Regions from separate parts of the Mus musculus genome. Here region 2 is linked to region 1. The links are chromatin contacts, called in public HiChIP or PLAC-seq maps. All regions are on one chromosome and are shown on one strand. The core of a region is the stretch at or near the end of the contact, and the rest is flanking DNA. Distances in the headings are between cores, read along the strand shown. Region 1 holds the start of Cotl1 (coactosin-like 1 (Dictyostelium)). Region 2 holds the start of Mlycd (malonyl-CoA decarboxylase).

Region 1 (7,858 bases), core at 2,969-5,468:
AACAGCCAAGAGCCCCAAGACTGTACTTTCAGTTCCCACTTAGGCAGCTTAATCCTTCCGACATTCCTGAGAGCCTCTTTGTAAAGCGTTGACAATTGGTGAGATCAGCTCAGGTTATAAATAGCCCTGCCTATAAATATCTCTTCCCAGGGAGGCACCTGTCTCCAGGTGCAGCATTTGCCTGGGGAGGGAGAGTCGGGTGTATGCTATGCCAAGGTGGGGCTGGGGGGGGGGGAGTCGGGTGTATGCTTTGCCGAGGGAGGGAGAATTGGATGTATGCTATGCCGGGGGTGGGGGTGGGGTGAGGGGGGGTGTTGGGGAAGTCGGGTGTGTGCTATGCGACCTGGCAGGTCAGCAGAGGAGAAACTTTTTTTCTTTCAATTTTTAGCTTCAAGGAAAATGAGTCTGTCAGGTTTCTGCAGGGGTGCAAATACAGCAGTGGATTACAATGGATGTTGCTGGTTTGTTTTTAAAGTTTTGTTTGTTTGTTTTATTTATGTATGAGTGTGTGTGTCTACATGAGTTTGTGAATACCATGTGTGCAGATGTCTCTAGACGCCAGAGGGGGGCCGGAAACCCTAACACTGGAGTTACAAAGGATTGCTTACCGTAAAATGGGTGCTGGGGATTGTACAGGGATCCTCTGAAAGAACAACCAGTGCTCTTAACCACTGAGCCATCTCTCCAGCCCTTGGTTCTTGTTTTTGTCTCGAGACAGAGTCTCAGGTAGCCCAGGCTGGCCTTAAACTGGCTGTGTAGCCAAGGATGACCCTGGACTCCTGATCCTCCATTCTCTGCCTCTTGGGGACTAGATTTTTGAGCCTGATTTTTGTCAGAAGATCTTACTCTGTAGCTCTCTGGCTGTCCTGGAACTTATTCTGTAGATTCAGCTGACCTGAAATATATGTCTCCTGCCTCTTTTTCTGGGGTCCTGTGGTTACAGGTGCAGGTCACCACACCCAGCCAGATTACTTTGTGTGTTGTGAAATTCTATGGATTCCAACTGAGGTCAAGGATTAGAGCCCAGCACATCTTGTATGTAGTTGTTTTATTGATGTTTCCTTAGCTGAGCAGACAGATGGGGTTTGTACTAATTAGAATTACGGTTCCCTGGCAAACAAACCTTTTACATGTTCATCCCAGTAGAGGGCGCCCTCAGCAAGGAGCAGAAAGAACAGTTGCCGCCCCAGGGAGTTAATTCCGTTTACTCACTTAGGTGATTGACACCATGGTGCCTAGAAGGTAGAGCTAGAAGCTGTAAGGTTGACTTCATTTTATTGATAGTAATTCCTTCCTTCCTTCCTTCCTTCCTTCCTTCCTTCCTTCCTTCCTTCCTTTTTTTCTTCCTTCCTTTCCTTTGTTTTTGAGGTAGGCAGGATTTTGCTATGTAGGTTTAGCCAACCTTGGCTGGCCTACAATTCAGAGATCAGTCTGCCTTCTCTGTCTTGGGATTAAAGTCTATGTACCACCATTCTTGGGTCTTTGGTAGTAATGTCTTAAGAATAAACAATATATTTGCTAGGCAGTGGTGGTGCACGCCTTTAATCCCAGCGCTTGGGAGGCAGAGGCAGGTGGATTTCTGAGTTTGAGGCCAGCCTGGTCTACAGAGTGAGTTCTAGGACAGCCAGGGCTACACAGAGAAACACTGTCTTAAAAACAAAAACAAAAACAAAAACAAAACAAAACCCCCCAAACCAAACCAAACCAACTAATCAAGGAAACAAGCAACAGGGGCTGGAGAGATGGTTCAGTGGTTAAAGCCCTTGCTGCTTTTCAAGAGGACCCAAGTTCAGTTCTCGGTACCCAGGTCAGGCAGCTCACAGTCCCCGGCAACTTCAGTTCCAGGGGGTCTGATGCCCTTCTCTGGAACCTTTTCATGTCTCTAAGGTCATCTGAAGGCCTGGCCTGGTGGCACACACCTGTACTCCCTGCATTTGGGAGGTGGAGGCTGGACCAACAGTTCAGGGTTATTCTCTGCTTCATAGTAAATTGGAAGCCTGCTTGGGCTACATGAGACCCTTTCTCAAAAAACAAACAAACAAACAAACAAACACAAAAACAAAACACACACACACACACACACACACACACACACACACACGAAGGGGAAAATAACCTAATCATCAAGGTGTTTGCCATGGAAGCATGAGGTCCTGATCTGAACCCCTGAACTCACATTTAAGAAATAATGCCACACAGTGGCTCTGCTTATTATAATCCCTGCACTGGGGAGGTTGGAGAGCAGTTGCAGCCCTGGGGTTGAATGGCCTGCCAGACTTGGTAAGCTCCAGGCCAGTGAGAGACCCTGACTGACAAGACAAGACAAGGTGAAAAGCATCTGAGGTCCTCTGCTTCACAAGGTCATAAGGGAGGGACACACACAGATAGCCACTGAACCTGGCCGGTCACACATGTCTTTGCGATTTGAGTGGAAAAAAGTTTTCATGGGGTTTTGTTTTTGTTTGTTTTTTTTTTTTTTTTCATTTTGAGGAAAGTAGTATTTTTTTCTTGGCAGCTTTGCCCCAATTGTGTGTGTGTGTGTGTGTGTAGTTTGTATTGAGATAATTTCATGTAGCACAGGCTGGCTTCAGTTATCTATGCATCTCAGGATGACCCTGAATTTCTTGATTCTCTTGCAGACAGCTCCCAAGTACTAGGATAATGGGTGTCTATCACTATGCTTCTTATTTATTCGAATATATGTATGTGGGGTGTGTGTGTATGCATGTGTATGTGTACACATGTGTGTGTATGTGTGCATGTATAAAAGAGTGTGGTTATATGTGTGTATTAAAGATTGTAGTGTGTGTGTATGCATGTGTGTGTGTGTGTGTGTGTGTGTGTGTGTGTGCGTGTGCAGATGCCTACAGAGGTTAGAGGAGGACATCAGATTCCCCTGGAGCTGTAATTACAGACATGGGTACTGAGAAAGAATCTAAAGTCCTCTAGCAGAGGATAAACCATCTCTCCTAATCTGAGACAGGGTCTTATTTTGTAGCCCAGGCAGGCCTGGAAACCAGTATGCAGCCCAGCCTGGTTGTCAATGTATAACCCTTCTTTTTTAACCTCTTGAGTTCTGAGCTGCCTGGTGAGGTACTGTGTCAAGACTTTTTCTTTTTTTTTTTTAAGGTGAGGTACTGAGAGAGAGAACCTGGGACCTCACAGATGCTGGCTCTTTGGGCCACACCTTCAGGCCTAAGGGTTTTCCTATCCCTTATACATGTTCCAGATCTTTTCAGTTTCTGTCTATGATCCGTTTTAGTCAATAGCAAACCAACAGTGACCTCTTTTGATGCCCGCCCTGGTTTCTGTACATCATTTCAGTTAAGGCTGAAGGCACCTGCTGAGGCTCCCTGAGGCTCGTCTTACCACGGGGAGAGAGCAGTCCTCTTGATAAGGTTTCAGAGCTTGCCCTATGGCTCGGGGCTGAGAATTACAAGCAGTTCTAGAGCTGGGCCTCCAGGGCCAGCCTTTCACCTGCCGGTAGGACAGATGGTAGAGGAGTAGTGAATGAATGACCCAGTAAGGGGGTTAAGGATGCCGCCCCATCCCGCCCCAGCACCCCACGTGACTGCAGATAGCCAGGCTACAAAGTCAACAGTGATTCTCTTTCCAAATGAAATGCTTCCTTCTTTCCACTTCTTCCCTTTCCAAATCCAAAGAGCAAACAAACACTGGGTTAGGGGCGCCAGCCTTGGCCAGCCTGGCTCATCTGAGTGCTGACTTAAGTTATTCTTCTGAAGGAGGGGGAGGGGTGGAGAGCTCTGCAGCCCAGCTCACTGGTAGAGGGAACGAGGGAGGAAGAGAGAATAAGAAGATTCGAGGGAAGATGCAGAGGAGAAGGAGGAAGGAGGCCTTAGGGAGGAGGGAAAAGGGGCTTGGGGTGGGATAAATAGGAGAGATGAGAAGGCGAACAAGGTAGAGGCTGAAAGAAGAGGAGAACAACGGCGTAAGGGAAGGAGAGGAATGGAGGGAAGGAGAGAGGGAAGGAGGAAGGAGAGCGAGATCGGAGAACACAGAAGGTGGTGGAAGAAGCGAGGGGCTGGGGCCCACGGAGTGGGGAGGGAAGAAGGCGGAGGAAGGGAAGACGAGGAGGAAGGGCCCCCCTCCAGCCCTCCGCGGAGTTGCGCAATCCGCACAGACTGGGATTGGCCGCCGGATGTGCGAGACGCCCCGCCCCCGCCTCGCCTGACCAATGGGAGCGAAGGGGCGTGGCTTTCACGGGAGTGGAGTCCCCGCGCGCGCTCTGGCTCTGCAGTAACCGCGGGCCTCTCTCCGAGGACCTTAGCTTGCTGTTGCGAGCGGCCACCTCCCCTGCCCACTCTCGGAGCCCGCTCGACTCTCGTAGCGGATCAGGGACGCGTTCACTGGTTCCGGCAGTGTCCTCGCGGCGGCCATGGCCACGAAGATCGACAAGGAGGCGTGTCGCGCGGCGTACAACTTAGTGCGGGACGACGGCTCGGCGGTCATCTGGTGAGCAACGCCGCGGGGCCGGGGAAGCCAGTAGTGACCTGCTTCGTGCCGCTCGCCGCCGCCGCTCACCTATGTTTCTTTTCTTCCTCCAACCCAAAGGGTGACTTTCAGATACGACGGCGCCACCATTGTCCCCGGCGATCAGGGAGCAGATTACCAGCACTTCATCCAGCAGTGCACAGGTAGGGCGACCCTCATGAGACCTTTTGAAAGAGGGTGGGCACCCTGGGCAGCGAGCTGCTGGGCGTCCAAGCAGCAGCAGATCTGGGCTGGGGCTTTGTTTGTTTGTTTGTTTTGGTTTTGTCTTTGTGTTTTTGGAGATAGGGGCTCACTATATATCCAGGGTGACCTCCAACTGGCCATCCTCTTGCCCCAAGCGTCTAGTACTGGTAGGGTGGGTGTGCACAGCCATGCAAAGCTCTGATCTGAGCTTTCCAAAGTCCCGAGTGTATCCCTCCCCCACCCTGCCCCCAACCCCTGTGGACATCACCATCAAGTGACCCGAGGAGATTCCTCCCCCGGTAGTGTCAGTCGGCTTCTTCCGCTCCCGCACCCTGTGGTCCACTGGGTTTCCAGGTCAGAAGGGGCAGTTCAAACTCCACCCTCTCTGATTGGTCAGTGAACAATAAACGCCGAAGCCCCTGGGGGCTGCAAGCTAAAGGCAGAACCCAGGGCCCCACCCTCCTTTCTCCCTTCCATCTTTGTCCCTATCTGCTTCTGTACAAGCCTTTAATTTGAAGAGTACAGAAACACGCACCAAGAATGTGTATCCGATGTTGCTATACCAGGCCTGGATAAAGAGAAGCTGACTTGCGAGGTCCCAGCGGCCAGTTTCCTTTGGAGCGAATGGCCACTGGCTGGGGTGGGGCATGGAGAGCTGAGATTGCTCCATGGTTTGGTGTGGAGGAATCAAGCAGATGTGTGACCTTACTAAAAGCATCCCAGGGAACCCTAAGGTTTGTGTGTGTTAAGCTTCCCTGGGACATGTGGACCATGAAAGAACACAGGGCCTGAATGGCCACAGCTCCCGTAGAACAGCTCAACACCATTGGTAAAGAGATCTCTAAAGGAGCTGGTGTGCAGAGCAGCTCAGCATATTCTGGAAACAGAGGCAGGGGGATGGAGAATTGGAGGCCAGCCTAGGCTGGGCATCCCCCGTGCCTTCCGGAAAAAGAGCCTTTAAAGAGATTGGAAGTAAGAGACCCCGGGGCCTAGTGTCTCCTTAGCTTTGGAACCTAATGTCAAACAAAAGCAGGCCACCTAGGAGCTAGGGTGTGGACTCCTGGGAATGGCTGTGGGTTAGAATCCCTCTTGGGCTGCTTTCCAGCTGAGTGGGGTGGGGCCAGGTCCCTGGGGGTAGGGGTGGGGGTCACAGTTCCTCACCTGATCTCTTGTAGTGCTGCTGTGAGATTGACTGATCCCAAGTGTGTGTAAGTGTTCAGGACAGTGCTGGTCAGTCATTGGTGACAAGCAGACCAAAAAAAAATTTAAAAGCCAGGGTCATGTGACTTAACTGCTTTCTTTCTTCTTTTTTTTTTCTTTCCTCTTTTCTTTCTTCTCCCCCCCCCCTCCGCCCCCAATACTGGGTACGGAACACAGAGCATTGAATAGGCTGGCCACATGCTCTACCACTGAGGTACATCTCAGCCTTCTTAAAAAGAAAGCCATTTTAATTTGAGACAAGTTCACACTCCTTGAACCTGCGATCTTCCTGCTTCTGCTTCCTGTTTTCTTTAATTGCTTTCTGGCCTCAAACTTGGCTGTGTAGCTAAGCCTGGCCGGAAACTCCCCGATCCTCCTGCCTCTGCCTCCAAAATGCTAGGATCATAGGCTTGCATCACCTTGCCCGGTGGCATAACTTTCTTAATTGAATCATCTTTTGCATTTAGTTCGTCTCAAAGGGCATTCACTTTGTGCTGTGTGGTACTAAGATTAGTGTGAGATTGTGTGTCTGCGTGTAAGCATTCTCCTGGCTAAAATGTCTCCTGGGAGTTGCTGCTAGACTCTGTATTCATTGCTTTTGTAAATAATTCACTTAAAACAACATCGCTGTAAAGGGCGATACCGCGGAGTCAGCGCGCAGGATCTCAGCTGCTCCGACTGCAGCAAATGCTTCCAACGTGGGACAAGTGCAGACTCAACTTTCCCAAAGTTGGCGCACCATCAGGAGGATTGTCCCCAGAGTCTCTGGGGCTGGGTGCCGCAGGTCCGCTTCCATCCTCACCGGGAGCCCACCCCCAGCTCTCCTGCCTCTGTGACTATTTACTCCACTAAGCTGGAGAAGGTGACAGAACTGGAGGACAAGCATCCGGCTGGTAGATTCCCAGCTGATGCTCCTGTTGCCGCACATCCGGCCTGGATGCTGCTTGGGGGACACTTCCTTCCTCTGGTGGGCTGTGGTTTTCTGCTCAGATCTCCCATGGCTAACCCTCTACTGGGATGGGATGGCAGTCGTCTGGCGTCTGAGCTAAAAATGCTCTGCAGGCTGCTTGTTGGTCCCTGTGAATGGACTGTGGGATCGAGGCTGCAGCTGCAGTCTGCTCTCTCTTCCCAGCCATCTGGTGGACATTGTACAGATGGATCTGCTTGCCACGTCTGCTCTCTGTCCCTCCCCCGATGAGGCCTCCTGAGCCAGGGACCCCACCCACAGCCTTCCTATTTGTAATCTTACCTACTCCCACTGTACCTGACCTGGGTGTCAGCGCTGCTTCCGGTGGGCTGGCTCATTCTGAAGATTGCAAACCAAGGCCCAGAGAGGTTAAGTGACTTACCTGACTCCTAGGGAGAACAGCGCCAGGTCTGGACTCTGGGGCCCATAGCTCTTGTCCCCAAGGAAGTGGTTTAGGGTCTTCTTCTTTGTGAGATGGTTTGCAGACTGGAAGATTTGCTTATTGTGGGGTAGGGAGAGCCCTAATTCCCTGTCAGCTGCCTTGGCAGGCCCCAGAAGAAAGGCTTTTTCTCTTATTTCCAAGTACCTCAGCGATGTATAGGGTCCCACCCTGCCTTTCCTGTGGAATTATCTCTCCTCAATAACTACAAAATAACAGAATGAGTATATAAATATTAACCAAGTTACTTTTCATTCCTGTAGCTTTCATCCTGAGACTCTCAGTGGGTGCTTAGCCCCAGCACACAGTGGGTCAGCCTACATCCAGCCTGCGATGGCCTCCTGTGGCACTAAACCTTAGCCTGGGTCTATTTGCAGGAGCTGCTTGGTCCGTGGGGAGAACTGGTTGCCATGGTACTGAAGGGTGCAGGCTGTGCCAATGTTCTGAGTTCAGATTCATGTTCCCGAAGCAAGAAAGCTGCCCATCTGTTGACCCTTCTGCCACAGTGCAGACAGCAGGAATGTATGCTTAGGGCATAGTATGTTCCTCAAATGTCC
Region 2 (7,116 bases), core at 320-2,819, 450 kb after region 1:
TGCTGGCATTGGGAAGATGGGACAGGAATATTTCTGGGGCTTACTGAGCAGTTTACCTAATCTAACTGGTGAGTCTCAAGTCTCAGTGAGAGACCCTGACTCATATTAATCCCTTAACTACACCAAGGGTTAAGCAATCAAAATGAGAAGTCTGTAAACCTGCACATAGCAGTGCAAAGGAGCCTGGATCAGGGGATGTATATCTGAAGTCTTGGACAGCTCATCACCTCAGCGTGTCATGTCCTTCACTCTAAAGGAGATAGGTGTCAACCGAAAGGACAGAATGGAAGTAAAAATGGCCATGCCTGTTTCAAGCAGGTCAGGAAAAAAGCAGATGAGGCTTTGAACACTGGGGACTTCTGAAATGGTGATATCATTGTGTATGAACTCAGGGTCAATGCTCCTCTTTATTGAATATTAATGGCTGGCAGCTATGCTAGACAATCCTTTGGGTCTCAGCTATATACACCTCCGTTATCTGTACGCTACATGATATCGCTGGGTAAGCTGCTGACTAGCACAGGTACTAAAAAGTCAACTTAGGATCACTGCGTCTGGGGCTGGGGGTTTGGAATCAAATCTCTTGTCCAAAGTCAGATTGCAGAAAGAGGACTGGAGGCTTTAGAGACCCAGGCGGTGGTGACCTTGACTTTTGGCCATGTTTGTGCATTTCGTGTAACCTGTTAGGGTGATGGACGTTCGTGGGAGGTGCCCAAACTTTGCCCAAAGCCGTGTTCCATCCTTGTTCAAGAACAGCGCAGTTAAAACTAGAGCTATTTTGGAGTAAGCGCAATGGGTGTCACACCCGACAGTGACCCCCGAGGATAGTGCTACGAACCACGCAGTAAGCACCGTGGTATCTGAGGCCGGCGAGGTGGCTGCAGGGGCATGGGTAAGGGTCTGGGGAGTGGGGAGTGGGAAGTGGGCAGGGCCCCGGGGCGGTGGCGGGGGGCGGCGGCCCCGGGGTCGCGGTGGCCCGGGCGGGGCCTTACCCGGACGTGCGGCCCCTCCACCAGCTTGAGGGCCTGCGCCTCCAGCAGATCGGCCCGCAGCTGCACCAAGAAGCGCACGCCGCCGTCCAGCTTGCTGATGTGATGGAAGAGGCCGCGATACCGCGGCACGAGCGCGTAGCGCAACCGGTCCTCCGCCTGCAGCAGCACGGCCGCCTCGCGCGCCTGCTGGCGCAGCTGCAGCACCCCGGCGCTCTGCTCGGCCACCTGGCCGTGGTCCACGCCGAAGCCCTGAGCCAGGCGGCCGAGCAGCTCGGCGCGCTGGGACGCCTCGGCCAGGCCGCCGTAGAAGCTCACGAAGTCGGCGCACTGGCCCTCGGCGGGCGCCGGCGTCTTCTCGCGCAGCTCGTAGGCCGGCGTCGGGGGCACGGCTCGCCGCAGCAGCTCGTCCATGGCGCTGGCCGCGAGCCCGCCGCACAGCCGACGTCCCCGGGGCCCCGGAGGCCGCGGCGGGGACCGCAGTGGGAGCAGGCGCCGAGCCCTCAAGCCTGGCCCGAGGCCTCGCATGACAGCTCCGCGACAGCTGCTAGCGGGAGACGCCACTGGAGAGCGGGCCTCTGCCTCGCTTCCGGCTCCGGCTTCCGGTTTCTCGCCGGCCCCATTGGCCGAGGCCGGACGGCGGACGGAGACATTGGCCAATCGGGGGGTAGAACGGCGGGGGAGGGGCGAGGTGGCTTTCTCAGGCCGGAGGCCAAGTGCAGCCAAAGGTCCCCGGAACCCGGTAGCCCCGGGGCACCTGACTCGCCCTCTTGGCTTGCATCCTTACACCTGTTCTGAGAGTCACCGCCTCAGTCCCTTTCCCCACTACGCACGCGCTTCTCTTGATCTGAGAGCTTGACATCTCAGCTCTTCCCGGGACCGTGCTATGCACGCAGCCTCCTGTGCTAGGGTTCGGATCTAGCGTAGGTGAGGAGCTGAGAAATTTAAGGTTGCATGCTGGACTAGGTCTCCTAGGAATGGGGATGGCTCATTTGATAAAGTGATTGAGAACTTGAGTTCATATCCAGAACCCATGGGAAAACGCTTGTAGTCCTAGCTCAGGGAGGTGGACAAGAGCCAGCCAGTCCAGATAACAAGGTAAGTCTAGGTCAGCCAGAGACCCTATCTCCAAACCAACCAAACAAAAAGTATGCGGGTAGCGCCATCACTCGAGGTGTCTTCTGGCTTCCAGAACCACACATGTACATACGTGCACCCCCACACGTGTGTACAAGGAAATGTATATGCACATGTACACACCAAGCATGTAATTCTCAGAGTAATTCTCTGACTTGACATTTTGACCCTGTCCCGACCCGCGGACAGTAGAACAGGGTCTCTCCCAACAGACCCTCCCTAGGTACTCTCTGGCTCATGTCAAGAATCCCACCCAGACAGAACTGCTGGAGACCCAGCCCATGCCTCCTGCTGCATCCTAGAGCTTCCGTCTGGTCATGCCGGAAATGGGTATAGGAAGAATCTCTTCCCTACCAGCTTCCTTGCTGGGCCTCATTCATTCATTCATTCATTCATTCTTTCAGTGAAATGATTTTCAATTGTTTGGTGAGTTCCAGGCCCACCCTAGGCTTGCATTTGAAATAGCCCTGCTCATTCTCCTTCAGTTTACCATCTGAGGGAGGGAGTCACATTAAAATAACTGCAAAAAGGAATCAGACTGGTAGAGTAGGCTCTGTATGGATTCAGCTTGATATGATGACAGTCATCTTGGATCCAGACTGTTGTGACTGTCCTAGAGAAACCACAGTTCATTTTTTGGTGCATGGTTTCTCTTCAAACTATCGATAGACCAAATCCCAAGAATGACGTCTGGGACCTTACAACCGGATCCAGGCTCCAACCTGTACCTGGCTCTTTGATAAGAACTTAAGATGGACCACGTGCCTTCCAGCTAGGGGGAAAGTCACTTTATCCTAACTCGAGTCTGTGACTCTCTTTCTGACCCATGTGGTAGGATCCAGTTTGGCTTTGCTGTCTACCAAGACTATACATTTGAGTAAGTTCTCCAATAAACTGTACCCTTCCATTCTTCATCTGCCTCTGTCTTTAGTACCACAGCACCTCAGGCCTGCCCGTGGATGCTGGGACCTGCCCTTTTGGAAGAGTTTGCCATAGTGGGTAGGATATCCAGGAACAGCCTATCATGCGAGAGCAGACACTGGTTATGGACCATGAACAATGCAAGCCACCAGGTCTATTCTTCTAGCTCAAACACATGACTTATAACTCTCCTGCCAGCCGGGTGTGATGGCGCACACCTTTAATCCCAGCACTTGGGAGGCAGAGGCAGGTGGATTTCTGAGTTCAGGCCAGCCTGGTCTACAGAGTGGGTTCCAGGACAGCTGGGACTACACAGAGAAACCCTGTCTCGGAAAAACAAAAATACCCCCAAAACTCTCCTGCCCTGCCCTCCACTGCAGTATCCAAATGTCACCGATTTCAGCCTCTATCTGGCCCACTGCTTCTGTGGCTCCTGTCACACCTCACTAGGATCCACACAGCACTTTTTACACACTCAGGCGTGCTCCCTCGAGCCTACTCTCCACTCTTCCTGCTGAGTGTGTCCCCCCCCCCCACGTTCCTTTATGCATACACGCTGTTCACTTGTTCAGCAGCCGGGCACTCTAGTCTAACACACAGAGCTAGCTTCCAAGTTCTCTCTCTCTCTCCAGCCCATCCAGTCTGTCTGTCTGTCTGTCTGTCTGTCTCTCTCTCTCTCTCTCTCCCTTCCTTTGCATTTTGATGCCTCCAAAGCAGAAAGTGTGAGGAGCGGGTGTGGCAGCAGTCCCAAGATGGCACCCGGGGACTGCAGCTAAGTCTTATGACTTGCACCTGACTTCCTCATACACCTGAAAATAAGCCACGACCATCGTGAGAGCTGCACAGGTGCACCATGATGCTGGCAGTGGAAAAAAGTCCATATTTGGTGGAAACATGCCCCTGCCACCCTGATTGGCTGAAGTTGCGTGCCTGGTGAGGTGGCATGGCCTGCCATGAGTGGTTGGGGGCTGAGAGTATATAAGCAGACCTCCCTGGGCTCCCGGGGTCCCCGTAGCAGCATCGAGGAGTTCCTGCAATAAAGGCTGTTGAGAAGAATCCGACAGTGTTGTGTCTTCCTTGCCGGCCGCGGTGGGCGCGACAAGAGAGAATTTGACTATCAGTTTTTTTTTTAAAACAACTTTTTTTTTTTTTTAAGATTTATTTATTTATTATATGTAAGTACACTGTAGCTGTCCTCAGACACTCCAGAAGAGGGCGTCAGATCTTGTTACAGATGGTTGTGAGCCACCATGTGGTTGCTGGGATTTGAACTCTGGACCTTCGGAAGAGCAGTCGGGTGCTCTTACCCACTGAGCCATCTCACCAGCCCGACTATCAGTTTTTAAAAAGACCTTAGGGGGCTGGAGAGATGGCTCAGCAGTTAAGAGCACTGACTGCTCTTCCGAAGGTCCTGAGTTCTAATCCCAGCAACCACATGGTGACTCACAACCATCTGTAATGGGATCTGATGCCCTCTTCTGGTGCATCTGAAGACAGCTACAGTGTACTTACATATAATAAATAAATAAATCTTAAAAAAAAAAAGGAAAGTACTTTAAAACAGGGGGTGGTGCCTTCTGTTCTGCAGTCACAGTTGTCAGTAACTTACTTGAGCAGCCATGAAGAGACAAATGCACAAAGCAGTTGAGCCCTTTCTGTATTTACACACACGAAGCACCTACATGTACGTACATACGTGAACCACTTCAGCATGTGCTAGATGCGAGCCTCCTACAGTTCTTGCACATTTAATGTTACGATAACCTTTCACAGTGAGGCCTGTTATGTTGTGTTCCAATGGGATGGAGACTGGAACACAAGCCCAGAGAGAAACGGGGACTTTCCCGAGTGCTCCCAGTGGGTGAACAGATACAGTCAGAATCCCTAGACAACACTGAGACTGCAGTTTGTGTTAGAACTTGAACCAGGGCCTGCCTCACCCAGCCAGGACTTCATCTGTCCCATGGCTCTCCATGCTGAGTATTTGCTTGTATGCGAGGTTTGTATACACTGTTGAGGGAAACACAGAGAGTGTTTTAGTTAGGGTTTTACTGCTGTGAAGAGACACCATGACCATGGCAACTCTTGTATGGACAAAATTTAATTGGGGCTGGCTTACAGGTTCAGAGGTTCAGTCTATTATCAGCAAGATGGGAACATGGCAGCTTCCAGGCAGGCATGGTGCAGGAGGAGCTGAGAGTTCTACATCTTCATATGAAGACCCCTAGGAGAAGACTGGCTTCCACATGGTTAAGAGGAGGGTCTTAAAGCCCATACCCACAATGACACACTTCCTTCAACAAGGTCACACCTCCAAATAGTGCTACTCCCTGGGCCAAGCCTATTTAAACTACCACATTTCACTCCCTGTCCCCCATAGGCTTGTTCAAACACATGAGTTTATGGGGGCCATACATAGCCATAGCATAATAAAAAGAATACATTAATCCAACTTCCAAAGTTCCCACATAGTCTATAGTAGTCTCAACGATGTTAAAAGTCTAAAGTTCAAAGTTTCTTTTGAGATCCATCCAATCACTGAACTGTAATCCCCAAAGCAAGACAGGAAATCAGTGGGGCAAACTCCAAACTCTGCATCTCCACAGCTGATGTCAAAGCGGTCTTCAGATCTCCAACTCCTTTTTCATCTTTGTTGATTGCAACAAACTTCTTTCTCCTGGGCTGGCTCCACTCCCTGTGAGCAGTTTTTCTTGGTAGGTATCCCACAGCCCTGGCATCTTTAACATCTTGGGGTCTCCAAGTGAACTTCAACTTCACAGTTTCTTGTTCTAATGTCTGGGACCCACACCTGGTCTTCTGGGCTCCTCTGAAGGGCTGGCGTCACTTCTCCAGCTCTGCCCTCTGTAGCACTCTAGGCTCTGGTTGACTCCACTCCACTGCTGCTGCTCTTCTTGGGGTCTTGATCCCATGGTACTGGGTTCTGGCATCTCCAATACACTGGGGTCTTCTGCTGCAACTAGACTTCATCAGTAGCCTCTCATAGGCCCTCTTCATGGTGCCAAGCCCCAACTTCTTTGCATGACCCCTTCAGTCCTGGGCCATTAATTTCAACCAAGGCTGCACCTTCACCAATGCCCTACCCTGGGCTCTCTAACTAGACTAAATGCTCGCTGATACCTTCTAAAAGACTCTAGAAACTTTCTTGCATATTCTATAGTTTTAAAATGCTGGCATCTTTCTCTTTAACTCTGTGCATTATTAAACATTATAACCATCTGCCCTTTATTTAACTCTTTATGCTTAATTCTTACTGTTCTGTGCTAAGAACTCCACTCTCTTTCTTCCGGTTCTGTGCTCCATTAAGCACTAAAAACTTTTTCTTAAGTCTTTATTACTTGTGTTTTAATGGGTGCTAATATCTGGCAATTAACACCTACTGTTCAGCAGCAGGGAATTAAGTGAGAAGATTTGCTGGTGCTTCTTTCTCTGGTGAACCAGCCAGAAGCCTCTCTGGCTAAGCCAGTTAACTCTTTGTAAACCAGAGAGGAATGAAATGAAAAGAACTAAGATGATTTAAACAGGCAAATATGCACAGACACATACACATTCAAACATTCCTACACTCTGGCCGGACCTGACCGTCTGCCAAAATCAACTCCACAAGTATTCATACATGTTTACATATTATACACATATAGACACACGGACATATACATTTAGATGGAAGGATGGGTAGATGGGACAAACTCCCCAAGCCAAACCATCCAAACAACAACTTTCTCTTCTCTGGATTTTTTATTCCTTCTTAGACAAAAAGTTCTTTAGAAAATGACCCCAGAGATAAAATGTTACACAGAATGGGAGTTACAGAGGATGTTGCTATTAAGTCCAAAGCAGTGTTTCATTCTAATATGCTCATTATAAGTTCAAAGCAACAGTTTCCTATGGCTTTCCTTATCATAGTGCACACCTGTGGCTTCATCCTTGAACCTAAATGTTTGTCCTTGAACATGAAATTGTCCCATGCCCATTTCTCTTTTTAGTGTGGTTATGAAAGCTCATTGCATTTCTTATAATGTAGCTTTTATTTATTTATTTTGATTTTTTG

What was found. HiChIP or PLAC-seq counts read pairs in DNA pulled down with a chosen protein or histone mark.
Region 2: a FOXA1 HiChIP or PLAC-seq map of pancreatic cancer cells shows a contact between it and region 1. The contact joins the promoter of Mlycd here to the promoter of Cotl1 in region 1. A contact is called at or near these places in 5 of 39 promoter capture datasets (cranial neural crest, embryonic stem cells, hippocampal neurons and 2 more), 2 of 115 datasets of contacts at active chromatin or transcription factors (embryonic stem cells and pancreatic cancer cells) and 2 of 9 other capture datasets (adipose tissue and embryonic stem cells).

The regions. Positions count from the first base shown.
Region 1 is chr8:119,836,939-119,844,796 of GRCm38.p6, reverse strand. It overlaps Cotl1 (coactosin-like 1 (Dictyostelium)), which reads left to right and starts at 4,218. Exons shown (of 4, transcript NM_028071.3): 1 at 4,218-4,473; 2 at 4,573-4,655. The coding sequence starts at 4,397.
Region 2 is chr8:119,389,347-119,396,462 of GRCm38.p6, reverse strand. It overlaps Mlycd (malonyl-CoA decarboxylase), which reads right to left and starts at 1,569. Exons shown (of 5, transcript NM_019966.3): 1 at 993-1,569. The coding sequence starts at 1,517.